2 separate regions of the Mus musculus genome follow, and region 1 is linked to region 2. A link is a contact called in public HiChIP or PLAC-seq data. All regions are on one chromosome and are shown on one strand. The core of a region is the stretch at or near the end of the contact, and the rest is flanking DNA. Distances in the headings are between cores, read along the strand shown.

Region 1 (6,382 bases), core at 1,545-4,044, 360 kb after region 2:
GCAGGTGTCCTCAACCTAAGACACAAGATTGAGGACGCCCTCCCTCCAGACACAAGCTGGGGACCCCCACCCCCACCCCAACCCCCACGACCTTTTCCAGCTGCTCATTCAATTAGAAAAGATTGAGGAGCAGGAAGACAAGCATAAAGTACCTTCTAGCTAATTGTCAACCATGGCAACACAGCCAGTCCAACCAGAGACTAGGGTCGGGACTAGGAGAAGCCACTAGGTGCTATTTCATGGAGGCAGGAAGAAACTACTGGGGAGGACCCAATACAAGGCCTGCATGTCCAACTCACAGGTGACTGATTACCCCTAAGCACCCTCTGTCCTGTTAGATCACCCAGGCAGGAAGCCAGCAGGAAGCATAGCCAAGTGGAGGCCAGGCAGAAGGTCTAGTGCTTCCCATATTCTACACACAAGTCTACAAGGCAAGGCACGGAAGGTACTGAGGTCACTGTCACAGGAGGACTGGAGTGAGAGTCAGAAGCTTCCTGGGGAAGCTGTCCAACATGACAGGCATCACATGGGATGTCATCACTTCTGTAGGTGTTGTAAGGGATCCTGCAGTTAGGCAGGATCCCTTACAACAGGTGACCAGACACCTCCAGAAGTTAGGATCCACCCAGCAGCCTAGGCTGGGACTGATAACACTAGGGTTAGCACCTACCAAGTCCTCAGGTGACTTGCTTCAGGAGCCTCTGACATCCTGACTCAGGCAGTTCTGCCCTCAACATCCTGCACCCCTCTTCAGGCCCTCACCTGCCCCTGCCAGTCAGCTTTCACTTTCACCACACCTTGCCCCATCTTCTAGGCACCAGTCACTCTTTAAAGACAACTGCAGTTCACTAAGCCAACCACAGCATTAGCTGTGCATTTTTACTGTGGCACTTTTGGAACTGTTCTTCCTTTCAAATTCCGGGGACAACTGCAGCACTCTCTGTTGGTTTGGTTAATAGAAGAGCCAGCTTATAACACGTGATGTGGCTTGTACAAGTTAGCTACCAGATTGAAAGCCAGAACTGATATAAGCAAAAAAGCTGCCAACAAGTCTTGCCAGGGTCACCTGCAGGTCCACCAACAAGCATTAAGAAATGGAAAATCCTCTCCTCTATTGAGTGGCAAAAAATAAAAATAAAACCCCCACAAAAAACCAGTGTATAAACTGTCTTTTCACTGTCTTGTCTCACTTTTGGCTAGTGCTTGTCAAGGACTTAAGGAAACTGAGATGGCTCAAAGTTTAAAAGCACAGACTGCATCAGGGTGTTGTGGGTGCTCGCCTTTAATACCAGCCCTCAGAAGGCAGAAGCAAGCGGATCTTTCTGAGTTCAAGGCCAACCTGGTCTATAGAGTGAGTTCTAGGACAGCCAAGACTACACAGAGAATCCCTGGCTTGAAAAACTATAAATAAAGAGGCAAACAAAGAAAACCCCACACACTGCTCTTTCAGTCTGGAGTGTCATTCCCAGCTCCCTCCACCTCTGATTCCAGCTGCAGGGAATCCAAAACCTCTGCCTTCCAAGGGAAACTGCACTCACCTGCACACACCCACGCCCATGTAATTCAAAACAAATTAAGTATTAAGAAGAAAGAAAAAGAAAACTTACGACCCAAGAGAACAATGTCATTAGATTCTACATAAGGACCAAAGCAGAGGTCAATGGATTCAAGGCCAGCCTGGACAACGTCATGAAACTGTCTCAAAAAAATAAAAAAATATAAGTCAAAGTGCCCCAACAATGAGGAAAGAGAGGGTAAACATTTTAAAATAGTCATCTGCAATTGCGTACTTGGAAAAAGGGCTTCTTTGCAAATCTGTTTAAGAAGAACACAGCAGTGTTCAACATCAGACCTAAAACCAAAGGTGCAGGAAAAAGAGTAACAATTTGTTGTCTTGCCCTGAGAGATCTGTAATTAGAGGTTAGTTCAACAGTTGTAAGCCAGTGAAGCCAAATGTAAGCCAGTGCTGGGAAGGCCACTTAAATTCCATTTACAGGAGCTGCTCCAAGGGGTCTGAGTTCTACAAAGGTGAGTAACTAAACATATATGGGAAGATTTCCTGAAAGCTATGGCTAGTGACCCAGAAGCCCAGCAAGAAGACGCTTTGTAAACTTTCTGCTGTTGCAGAGCAGTCCCCAGAGTGGGTATCTAAGTTTCTCAGCCCAATGCCCACCATATGGTCGGCTACCTAGCAAACGAGGCTGAGGTTTGACAGGAATGGGGACCTTCCTGAGTGGAGAGGGTAGCCTCTGAAATGCAATTGCTGGGTATGGGGAAAGTCAAACTGATCGGGTAGTGGCTAGGATAAGTGGTTGGGGACATGTTGAAGTCGGTGTTCTGAGCTGGCGACCTCAGGAAAGCCATCGGCCCCATCTGTGGGGCTTCGCCCACGTAGCTGTTGCGTCGGAGGAACGTCCACCGGCGCGCGGGGCCCTCACCTCGCACGTCCGCCGCCAGCGCTCGCCAGGTGGGTGCGTAGCCGATGCAGTGGCCGCACCACGACGAGTGGAACTGCACCAGCCACGCGGCTGAGCTGTTGCCCGTGGCCGACCGCACGCTGCCGCTGTCCAGCAACCACACGGCGTCTGAGCCCTCGCGGTAGAGCCGCGCCCCGCCGCCCTCCCGGGGCCCCACTGCCGCCACCACCGCCAGCAGGAAGAGCAGCCGCGGCAGCCGCGCGGCTCGAAGAGACGGTGGCTGCCGCGCATAAGCTCCTGGATCCCGCGCCACAGCCCGGGCGGCAGCCATGTTGGGAGTGCCGCCGGCGCGTTGACCTTTCACCCTGGCAACCGGCGTCACGTGCTTGCGCGCGCCGGTCCCGCCCTAGGCACTAGCCCCGCCCCCGAATCCGCTAATCTTCCCAGGCACTACTCTTCGTTCTCGCCCCGCCCTCGTAATTTGACCCCCCTCCCCAGCACTGGTCATTCCAGGTCCCGCACAGCTCGCTTTTTTGCTCCGCCCCCGAACATTGTTCCCGCCCCAGAATGTAGGCCCCGCCTCATTCCTTAAGTCTGCTCCGCCCCTGTGCTCCTGGCCCCGCCCCTGCCTCTGGTCATTGGCCCTATCCCAATTAAAAAAAACTCTTAAAAATCTTAAAACCCGCAAGCAATTTTCACCTAGTGAAAGTCCTGGGCCTAAGTAGCCAGATTTAGCAAGGGGAAATAGCCCGTGCCATGTTGAATGTTGAGTAAACACCAGGCCAAGATTTTCAGTCTGAAATGCAGATTTAATAGGACAAAAACAGATCGAAAAAATATTTGCTATATGCCTGTATTTCTTATGTAGCATGAATCCTAGATTTTACATGCAACCTATGATTTTACCTGTCAACTTCAAACATCCACGATGATCCCTTGACCTTTTTATAACCCACATGATACAGTAGAACCACCTGGTAAAGTTGGCTGGCTTCCTGCTAAGATGGTAGAAAGGAGAGGTAGACCTGACTCTTCTTTTTTAGACAGGGTTCTAAGGCTGGCATGGAGTTCACTATGTGCCTGAATCTGTCCTCCTGCCTCCCTGGACTGGGATTACACATGTGCACCACCATGTCTGGCTTCTCCAATCACTCAGTCTACTTTCCTATGCTAATGTTCTGCTTTCTCCAAACACTAGAGAGAATATGTAATCTCTTCTACTTCCTGTTTGTCTACCTGATCTCTCACTGTACGGTTTTTCCTACTTCACTCCCTGTCAACTGGTCTCTTGTTCTTCCTCTTGACCTATTTAATATTGTTTACAATAAACCAGGCGTGGTGGCGCATACCTTTAATCCCACCACTTGGGAGGCAGAGGCAGGCAGATTTCTGAGTTCGAGGCCAGCCTGGTCTACAGAGTGAGTTCCAGGACATCCAGGGCTATACAGAGAAACCCTGTCTTGAAAAGCCTATCTATATCTATATCTATATCTATATCTATATCTATATCTATATCTAATCTATACTGTTTACAATAAACAGAAAGCTCATGGATTAAAGGTGTGTGCTAAGGGCTGAGCCACACCACAACTAGAAACCGGTTTTATTCTCAGTAAATAACACAGTCTTGGGGTTTACATTGTGATCAAATATCCTGCAACAGGGAGACATGGTTGGGAGACAAATACAGAGAAGCTATTTGATTTTTAATGGTCACCAGAGGATGAATAAGCAGGACAAGGGACCAGAGAGACTGGTAGGGAAACTGCCTGGGGGTAGGGTGGGGGGAGGCAGTCATGAGAGTAGGACTGGCTTCTTCTTCTTCTTCTTCTTCTTCTTCTTCTTCTTCTTCTTCTTCTTCTTCTTCTTCTTCTTCTTTGTCGTCGTCGTCGTCGTCGTTGTTTAAATTTTGAGACAGAGTTTCTCTGTGTAACCCTGGCTGTCCTGGAACTCACTCTGTAGACCAGGCTGGCCTCGAACTCAGAAATCCGCCTGCCTCTGCCTCCTGAGTGCTGGGATTAAAGGCGTGTGCCACCATGCCCAGCAGGACTGGCTTCTTGACCCTCAGTTTGTATGTGGAAAGGATCTGGACAAGGCCAGCCTGGGATGGGAGAGCTTGATCTTCAGGTCCCAACTCTACACAGAAGGCAAGAAAGTCTGAGGCAGGATGGATAAGGAAACTTCAGGGGATATGAGAGAGTCTGGAGATTGGCTGACGCTTGTCTCTAGCTGATAGTCAAGAATTCCAATGCAGTTAACATTTGCTGACACAGAGACAACATTTTAAAATAAGGATGTTAAAGTAGCAGCAAGCCATGTTTGTGTCTTTTCGATCTAAACCTGCAGGTTTCTAGGAATTTCACAAGGAACTCATTTACAGGAAAAGTAGTTCCTTAAACTCCTTGTGGCCCAAGGTTTTATTTTACCAGATTGTAATTCCATCCAGATGGCTTCAGAACCATCCTATAATCTCACTTATTGGAAAGGGGAAAAGAGGAAGAGGAAGGGAGAGTCCCTTAGATATCTGTTGAGCAAAAAACTCTGATAGCCTCTGAAATCCTATACATGGCTATTTCAAAGCCACTTAGATATGACTCTCCTTTGAGAAGTCAACACCCAGGATTGGGTGTGCCTTATTTTTTCCCTAAGCATCTCTCTATTAACTACTATGCTGAAGTTTTTGTTGCTTTCTTCCTAATGAACTCTGACTTCACTACCATCTGGCCCATCCTGAAATTCTTATCTGTGGCAAAGTCAAGGATCTGGTGTTACCTGGATGGGGATCTTTGAAAGTTGAGGAGACTCTGCAGGTTGCTGGGGACTACATGAGCTATGTCTACTGCTGAACTATGTCTCACTGATGACAAGTCCACTGTAGTCCCAGCCCATGCAGCCAGTCCTGGGGCAGGGCTCAGACAGCAGGCAAGATGAGAATACACTTTCCAGGGAGTTTATGGTTCCCAACCATTTGTAAGAGCCCCAGTGGCCTTTGTATATGTTTTATGAGAGTGGCTGTCATGGTAGAGCAGGAGAGCATGGGGCCCCAGGGACTTGGGAAATTCATGTGACAGTTTGGCATGTGGAAAGCTGAAAGCATGGTCTAAAGAGACTGGTTTGCAAAGCACTGACAGAGACAGATCACAGGAAAATCAAAAGTGTGCTTTAACTGAGAAATAACTATTTTCTATGAAAAATAATAACTTCTCCCGAGGCTCATGTCAAGATTTATTGGTCCAAGTAGTTATGAGGAATCAGAACCAGGGCAGGTACAGCCTGAGACCTTGGAGGGAGGGACCTGGGACTGAAGCCTTACTACGATCAATGTGTTTGAATGCCAAAGCACCCTGCTCGAACACATGGGCAAATAAAACGTGTCCAGCACTTTCTGCAGATACACTTTCTCTCCGCCCACAAGAGCAATTTTACAACTTGGCTCCTGCAGCTGCAGCCCATCTTCAGACAGCCTGGCCTGATTCTCATTAGTTTCCCATCGCCAGCTTCCCTTCAAGGACACTGTGCCAAGGCTAACGCATGCTGCACCTGCTCTGTAGCCAGGGAAGGCGGGTCGGGGGAAATCCTGGCTATACTGTGTGTGTAGCCCTACTGTGCCCACATTTCAGCACCAATCCCCATGAAATAGACTGGGCGGGGGCAAGGGAGGTGTGCTGTGGAACTTGAGGCAATTTTGCAAGGTTTTAATGGGGGATATTTATTGTCATGCCAAATATGTGTGTATAAAATGCATAGTTTCTCTCATTCAGCCACAAATCCAATGGAGTTATCAACGAATAGAAAAGGAAAAAAAAGTTTTTAAAAATTAGATTAATTTATTCCAGAACAAGAGAGCAGGAAATAGGAAAGCCATAGGTCAGAAATGTGTCTTGAGATTATATACACAAAAGACTTCATTTTCCCTGACTGAGCCAAATCTCTTCTGTGCACTGGGCGGGCCAGGAAACTTGGTG
Region 2 (6,124 bases), core at 96-2,595:
GGCTAGAAAAACCATACCAGGTATCTCTGAGTCAGCCAGTCTCCCCTTCAAATGCTCTGTTTCTTATTGCTTCAGTTTAGTGGGGAAAACCACTTTATCCTCAGTTTCCCCACTGCACACTGCTCAGGTTATGACTTTGGTTTGGTTTAGTGTGTGTCGGGGAGAGGTGTATGTGTCTGTTCGTGTGAGTGTAGGCCTGTGTGTGTCGTGCATAGGTGATATGTATGCATGCACATGTGTGTAGAGACTGGAAACAACCTCAGCTGTCTTCCTCAATTTCTCCCTTGTTTTTTTCCACTTGCTTTTGTATTTCAAGATGAGGTCTCTTCCTGGGACTAGAGCCAATTTGGTGAGGCCAACTGGCCAGCAACCTCCAGGAATTTCCTGCCTCTGCTCCCCCAGGTCTCCGATTTTAAGTGTGTGCTATCACCATGTCTGGCTTTTTTTTTTTTTTTTTTTTAATGTATGTGTTGGGACTTGAACACAAGTTCCATCCTTGTGTTGCAAGGACTTTAATAATTCTGTGCTATCTCCCCAGGTCCTGCTCAGGTTGTGAGTTGAGACTGTGCAAGTCCCCAGGTACCTGGCACAGACTAATACCTGTATCTGGAGTTACCACACCTAAGATGGGAACCCAAGCTGCTGCCGGGCAGTGGTGGCACACACCTTTAATCCCAGCACTTGGGAGGCAGAGGCAGGTGGATTTCTGAGTTCTGAGTTCGAGGCCAGCCTGATCTACAGAGTTCTAGCACAGCCAGGGCTACACAGAGAAACCCTGTCTTGGAAAAAAAAAAAAAAAAAAAAAAAAAAAAAAAAAAAAAAGATGGGAACTCAGGACAATTCAGGCATCGACCCTGACAGCCCTGAGATAGGATTGGAGGGTGAGGACCCTAAACATCAGCAGCAGGGAGAAAGAGCACACGTACCATTTCCCATCTGACTAGAAGAGTGGGCCCACTTCACTCCGTGAGGCCCTGAGGTGGGACTTAGAGGATGGGTGGAGCTCTGGGCTTCCTGCCATCCTGAGCAATACACCATGGTTCCCAGGACACACAAGAGTACCCTGTGATGTGGGTAGATGCCCAGCAGAGATGGCTATCTTTTCTCTCCATCAAACTTCCTCTGGAGGTGAGCTACCAAGAGCCTCATGAGCTGTGCTACCCTTTCTGCATCCCATCTCTCTTCAGCGCAATGACCGTTATCACCATTACTATTACTTCTGGTAGGAGTCGGGGTAAGACAGCTGTACACTGGAACTGCGTCCTCCCTGAGGCATCCAGGTTGGGACAAGAGCCTGGAGCCGACCTTGGTGCACGGGGAGCCAAGCTGACACCCTCCCCACTCTGGACCATTCCACTGTGCTGCGCGTTGGGGGTGAGGTGCGCGGTGGTTGCGCCCGGCGCCGCCCCCGCCCCCGCCACCCGCGCCAAGCGCTCCCGCAGGATGGCGCGGGCCAAGCTGCCGCGCTCGCCGTCCGAGGGCAAGGCGGGTCCGGGGGACACCCCAGCCGGCGCTGCAGCCCCTGAGGAGCCACACGGGCTCAGCCCGCTACTGCCGGCCCGCGGCGGGGGCTCCGTGGGCAGCGACGTGGGCCAGAGGTAGGGACACTTGCGGGGACCAGGACCCCGCGGCTGCGCGGGAGGGGCTTCGCGTCGTTCGCATTTTGTTTAGCACTGGCTCTGCTCCCCCGCCTGGCGTTGCCTGTAGCCCTGGAGAGGGCGTCCTGGAGTCCCACCACCCCTTGCCTGAAGCCTGGCTTGGGGAGACTTAGACCCCGGGGCCCCTTGCTTAGTGGTTGAACCTAGGGCCTTGCAAATATGACCTGGGCTCTGAGTCAGGTGGCCCAGGGCCTTGCAAATATGACCTGGGCTCTGAGTCAGGTGGCCCTGGACCACAGTGCTCCAGGAAGCCCACTGGAGTGGGTTGAGGAGGGACACTAAGGAGAGGTAGGCACTTCAGAAGTGAGCAGCTGAGGCCCTGGCAGGCTAGATAGCAAACTGGCTGGCTGGGTTACAGTAAAGGTATGGGATTGCTGAGTACTAACTAGCATGGTGGGCAACCAGAATGCAGGAGGCCTTTGCAGAACGGAGCCCACCCTTTTCATCCTCCTGCAAGCTCCAGGCAGGATGTGGCTCCCCATTTCATGGATGAGGGCACTGAGGTCTTTGCAGCAGTGAATCCCTAGCCATCACCTGCTTGTGCCAAGAATCCTGCTGGCTGCTGTGGGGGGAAATGAATCAGACCTGGCCTGGTGTGGGCACATCGTGAGCTTGAAGCCTGTTCTGCTAGCCATTGGGGTAGGACTGAATGGGACCAGGCCAGTCAACTTCCTGAGCACTGGCTTTTAAGGGTGAACAAGAATTGGCAGGGCTTTCTGGACAGAGGGATGGTGAACCCCCTGGGTCAAGCCTGGTGGTTTGGCCATGGCTTGGCCCAACAGATGGCTGGCCTAAGGTGATCACAGCACCCCCTTCTTCCTTTACCTCCCCCATTTGCACCAGTCTCTTGGTTCTCACACAGGAAGGCTGCTGCTACGCTGTTTCCATTTACCAGAAATGGCTCTTGAGGGGCCTCCCATATCGGATGGGCAGCTCAGGCAGGAGGGTAGTTAGTGCTGCTCAGGGGCCTGGGGATGCATCCTTCTTGGCCTCTCCCTCCTAATGGACAGTTTGGTCCAGTGATCCCAGAAGCTCCCTCCCCTGCCAATCTGGCCCCATGAGAGATGGGCTGCAGGCAAGGCAGTTTTGCCCAGGCTACGCCTGAGCCCAGAGTACAACACGGCTGTGGCCACCTCTTCCAGGAAGCCCTCCCCCCACTTGCACCTCTGCATGTGGCTGCCCTTCATCCTGTAGACCACAGGCTGTGCTGCTGGCTCTTCAACAAGGATAGCCTCTCTCTCCTCTATGCAGGGTCCTTGCCAACCTCCTCTGCAAAGCAGAGAGAAGGAAGCTGCGTACCCAACCGGTCCCAGGCAGCACCTGGGCCTGCAGCTGGCATCTTAACACCTGCTGTGATGAGCAGTTGGGCGCCAAGGCAGGTCCCAGCTGGGGAGGATGAGGTGGAATGACTCGTTAGGAATTGGATTTGTTGAAGTTTCCAGGCAAGATTGTGGCCTGTGACTTGCCTTTGCCCCTGTTCTATGTCTGGACTGCTGGCCAGAAAAGTCAGAGACCTCTCCACTACTAGGAAGACAACAAGGTAGAAAAGTATCTTGATAGCCCCAACCATGTCCACATTGTGGTGTGACTGCCCACACAGTTCCTGAGACACTGCGTTTTTTTCAGAACTATAATAGGCTTGGACCCTCTCACCCCACCCAACCTGAACCCTCTTTCTCCATCTCCCACTGAGGCTTAGAATGGTTGAAAAATGTGAGCTGGGGAGAGGAGAATCTATTTCAAAGTTTGGGAACCTAGAAAGAGCTGGACCATTAGCCAACCTCTCAATGTGTCAGGTGCGAGGGCCCCTTCTAGCTCCTGGATCCACTTGACTTGGGCCCCTGGAAGTCCTTCCCACCTGTACTCCCTGTGGACTCCCCCTCAGCCCCATCTGCTTCCTTAGGGACTGGCTGAGCCAATGAGGGGTGTAAGAAAGTTGTATGCCCAAGAAGAAGGGGCTGGAAGGGTGGGGCCAAGCCTCTACGAGCTGTGCCCATGGGGCCAGGATTGGAGGACAACTGGAGAGGACAGAAGGCAGAAATGGTCCTAGAAGTTGTCCCTACTGGAATATATTGGGAATCTCTAGAGGCTCCAAATGACACTAGTGTATTTCATAGTCAGTAATAGGACCAAGAGAATAGATATCCTGGGGTGCTATGGTGGCTATGTTATGGGTAGGAAGCTACAAAAATACCCTGGGGACAGAATTTTGACAGCCTGGGCTCAAGGAGTCTCCATATCCCAGGAAGGGTGGGGAGAGGTTGATGTTCCCACAGACATTGTCATGGGGAGTTTTGTGACCAGGAATCATCTATCCGTTGACATCTCTGGGATCTTAATGTAAATGTGTAGAGGTGGGGGGAGCTGAGGATGCTGGGGTGGAGTTGAGGCAAAGCCTGATGGATGGGCAGAGGTTTGACTTGCTCTAGGCCCTCTTTCCATCATGATGCTGTGTCCTCACAGGGTCTCCACTGCAGCCACCCCTTTGAGCCTGGCATGGTGAAACTCTCAGTCTACTGGGGACAGAGCCCAGGGGTAGAGGCTGGGGCAAGAGCAACCTAGTGGCATCCCAGCCTGCTTCTGACCTGGCCAGTCTAGGATCAACTGTTAGCCTTATTTCTAAGCTGAGCCATCCCTACACTTGCACACCCAACATAGCTTTCCCAAATCCTGAGGAGTAAGGCCCCCACCTCCTGGCTTTGTGACCAACCCCTAGGGAGTATCTATGTCTTCAACCTTCTTACAGCCAACACATATCTGCCTGAACCTGTTCTCCAAGATCCCCTCTTTACACCCCCTGACATCACCTACTGCCTTACCATTCTCCACCTCAGTGGGGCCATAGCTTCACACTCTGTGGTACCAAGTTTCTCAGTAGCCAGCCAGACTCCCTGTCAGCACTCCCATTCCCAGGGTCTGTCCCTGACCATCATATGCCATAACCACCCCCCAAAGGCCAGGGCCTTCACAGAGCAGTTTCTCAGGCTCATAGATTGCCTTGATGTTCTCCCAAGAATTCTCCAGCCTGTCAGTCCAGTTGCAGGGGGCAGACTCCCCAGCCCCAGCTGCAGTCACCCCAGCATTCTTGCACTCATGAGAGGATCCCTTGGCTCTTCCTTGCTGGGACTTTCTTGTCCTCCATGTCTAGAACCTCGTGGTCCCCACAATACTCCAGGACCCTGGATCCTCCCCTGACCACCAGGTGGTTCCTCTGAACAGCTTCCATACAACAGCTGCATGGTACCTCACTCCCTGCTCTGACAGGTGGACACACCCAGGGACCACGAAGGGCTGCATACTGGAATAAGAAGCCAGATTCTGGCCTCACAGAGGTCCCAATGCAGGTTGTACAGGGTGCCCCCTGCGGTCTGCAGTGACCTTTGCTGAATCCTTGCTCCTTACCTGGAAGATCGTTGCTTTGAAAATTGAGAGAGGCTCCACTGAAGTCCTTGGTTGGAGGACTGACCCAAGACAGCATGCAGTCAACACTCAACACAGACTGCTACTGCAGAGTTCCTGACACTAGGCCCCTTCTTCATGGCAGGGTAGTCTAGGGAAACTCAAGGTTAGGTTGTCTGGAGTTGGCCAGGTCCACAACTCAGTCACCGGAGAATTATCAGCTCCAAGTAGAAAACCAAGGGGCAGGCTGTCCAAGGTTTCCTGTGCCCAAATGTACCCTGGACAGGAACTACTCAGCTGGCTTCAGCTTCCTCAGTTCTGGTGTCACTGTAAGGGTCACTGCTGGACACAGGGTCACAAAGATGCCTGAGGTAGGCTTAACCCTGAATGGGAGAGAGGCAGATCCTTGTCACTTGGCTAAAGGCAGGGTCCTGACCTCCCTGTGGTTGTCACTCCCTCTGGCCAGAGTACAGGGCCTGCATGTGCCAGCACCTGCAGTCTCTAGGGCTTTCTCCAATACAGAGGGGTAAACCTGGCTTCCACCTGCCTTGCATGCTAGACTGCCTCCCCTGACAATACCTATCATGCCTGGGGCTCCACAGGTCACAGGTATGGGGACTTCAGGTATACCCCATTACTCTGAGATACTGCCTGGAGCCCCATCCACCTTCTATGTTGATGTTTCCACTCTGTGTCTCCAGGCTTCATGTGGAAGATTTCAGCCTGGACTCTTCCCTTTCTCAGTAAGTGCTTCACAGGGAAGGGTTGACTATCTCAGGGACAGATGCACCCTCATGCCCTGAGAACCAGGCTCATGGGAAAGGCCACACTTGTTCAGTACCATGATCCAACAGCCAGGCAGGAACATGCCAGTGTTGACCAGCACTTCCCAGGACCGACATGTGTTTCTTGTCCTGGGGGTGGGGGGCTGGGGCTGAAGACAAAGAGATTAATGGTTCCCTTGGAAAGAATCTGTGGACAGGAAATGGGCTCCCCAGGGGTGGGGGGTGGATGTCTGATTTTAGATACTTTTCTAGTGCTGTGATAAAACACCATGACCAAGGCAA

What was found. HiChIP or PLAC-seq counts read pairs in DNA pulled down with a chosen protein or histone mark.
Region 1: an H3K27ac HiChIP or PLAC-seq map of embryonic stem cells shows a contact between it and region 2, with 5 read pairs. The contact joins the promoter of Qsox2 here to the promoter of Kcnt1 in region 2. A contact is called at or near these places in 1 of 39 promoter capture datasets (liver), 2 of 115 datasets of contacts at active chromatin or transcription factors (embryonic stem cells and large pre-B cells) and 3 of 9 other capture datasets (adipose tissue, embryonic stem cells and pancreatic islet).

The regions. Positions count from the first base shown.
Region 1 is chr2:26,234,605-26,240,986 of GRCm38.p6, forward strand. Qsox2 (quiescin Q6 sulfhydryl oxidase 2) reads right to left here and starts at 2,795. Exons shown (of 12, transcript NM_001302956.1): 1 at 2,439-2,795. The coding sequence starts at 2,748.
Region 2 is chr2:25,876,438-25,882,561 of GRCm38.p6, forward strand. Kcnt1 (potassium channel, subfamily T, member 1) reads left to right here and starts at 1,346. Exons shown (of 31, transcript NM_001302351.1): 1 at 1,346-1,598. The coding sequence starts at 1,444.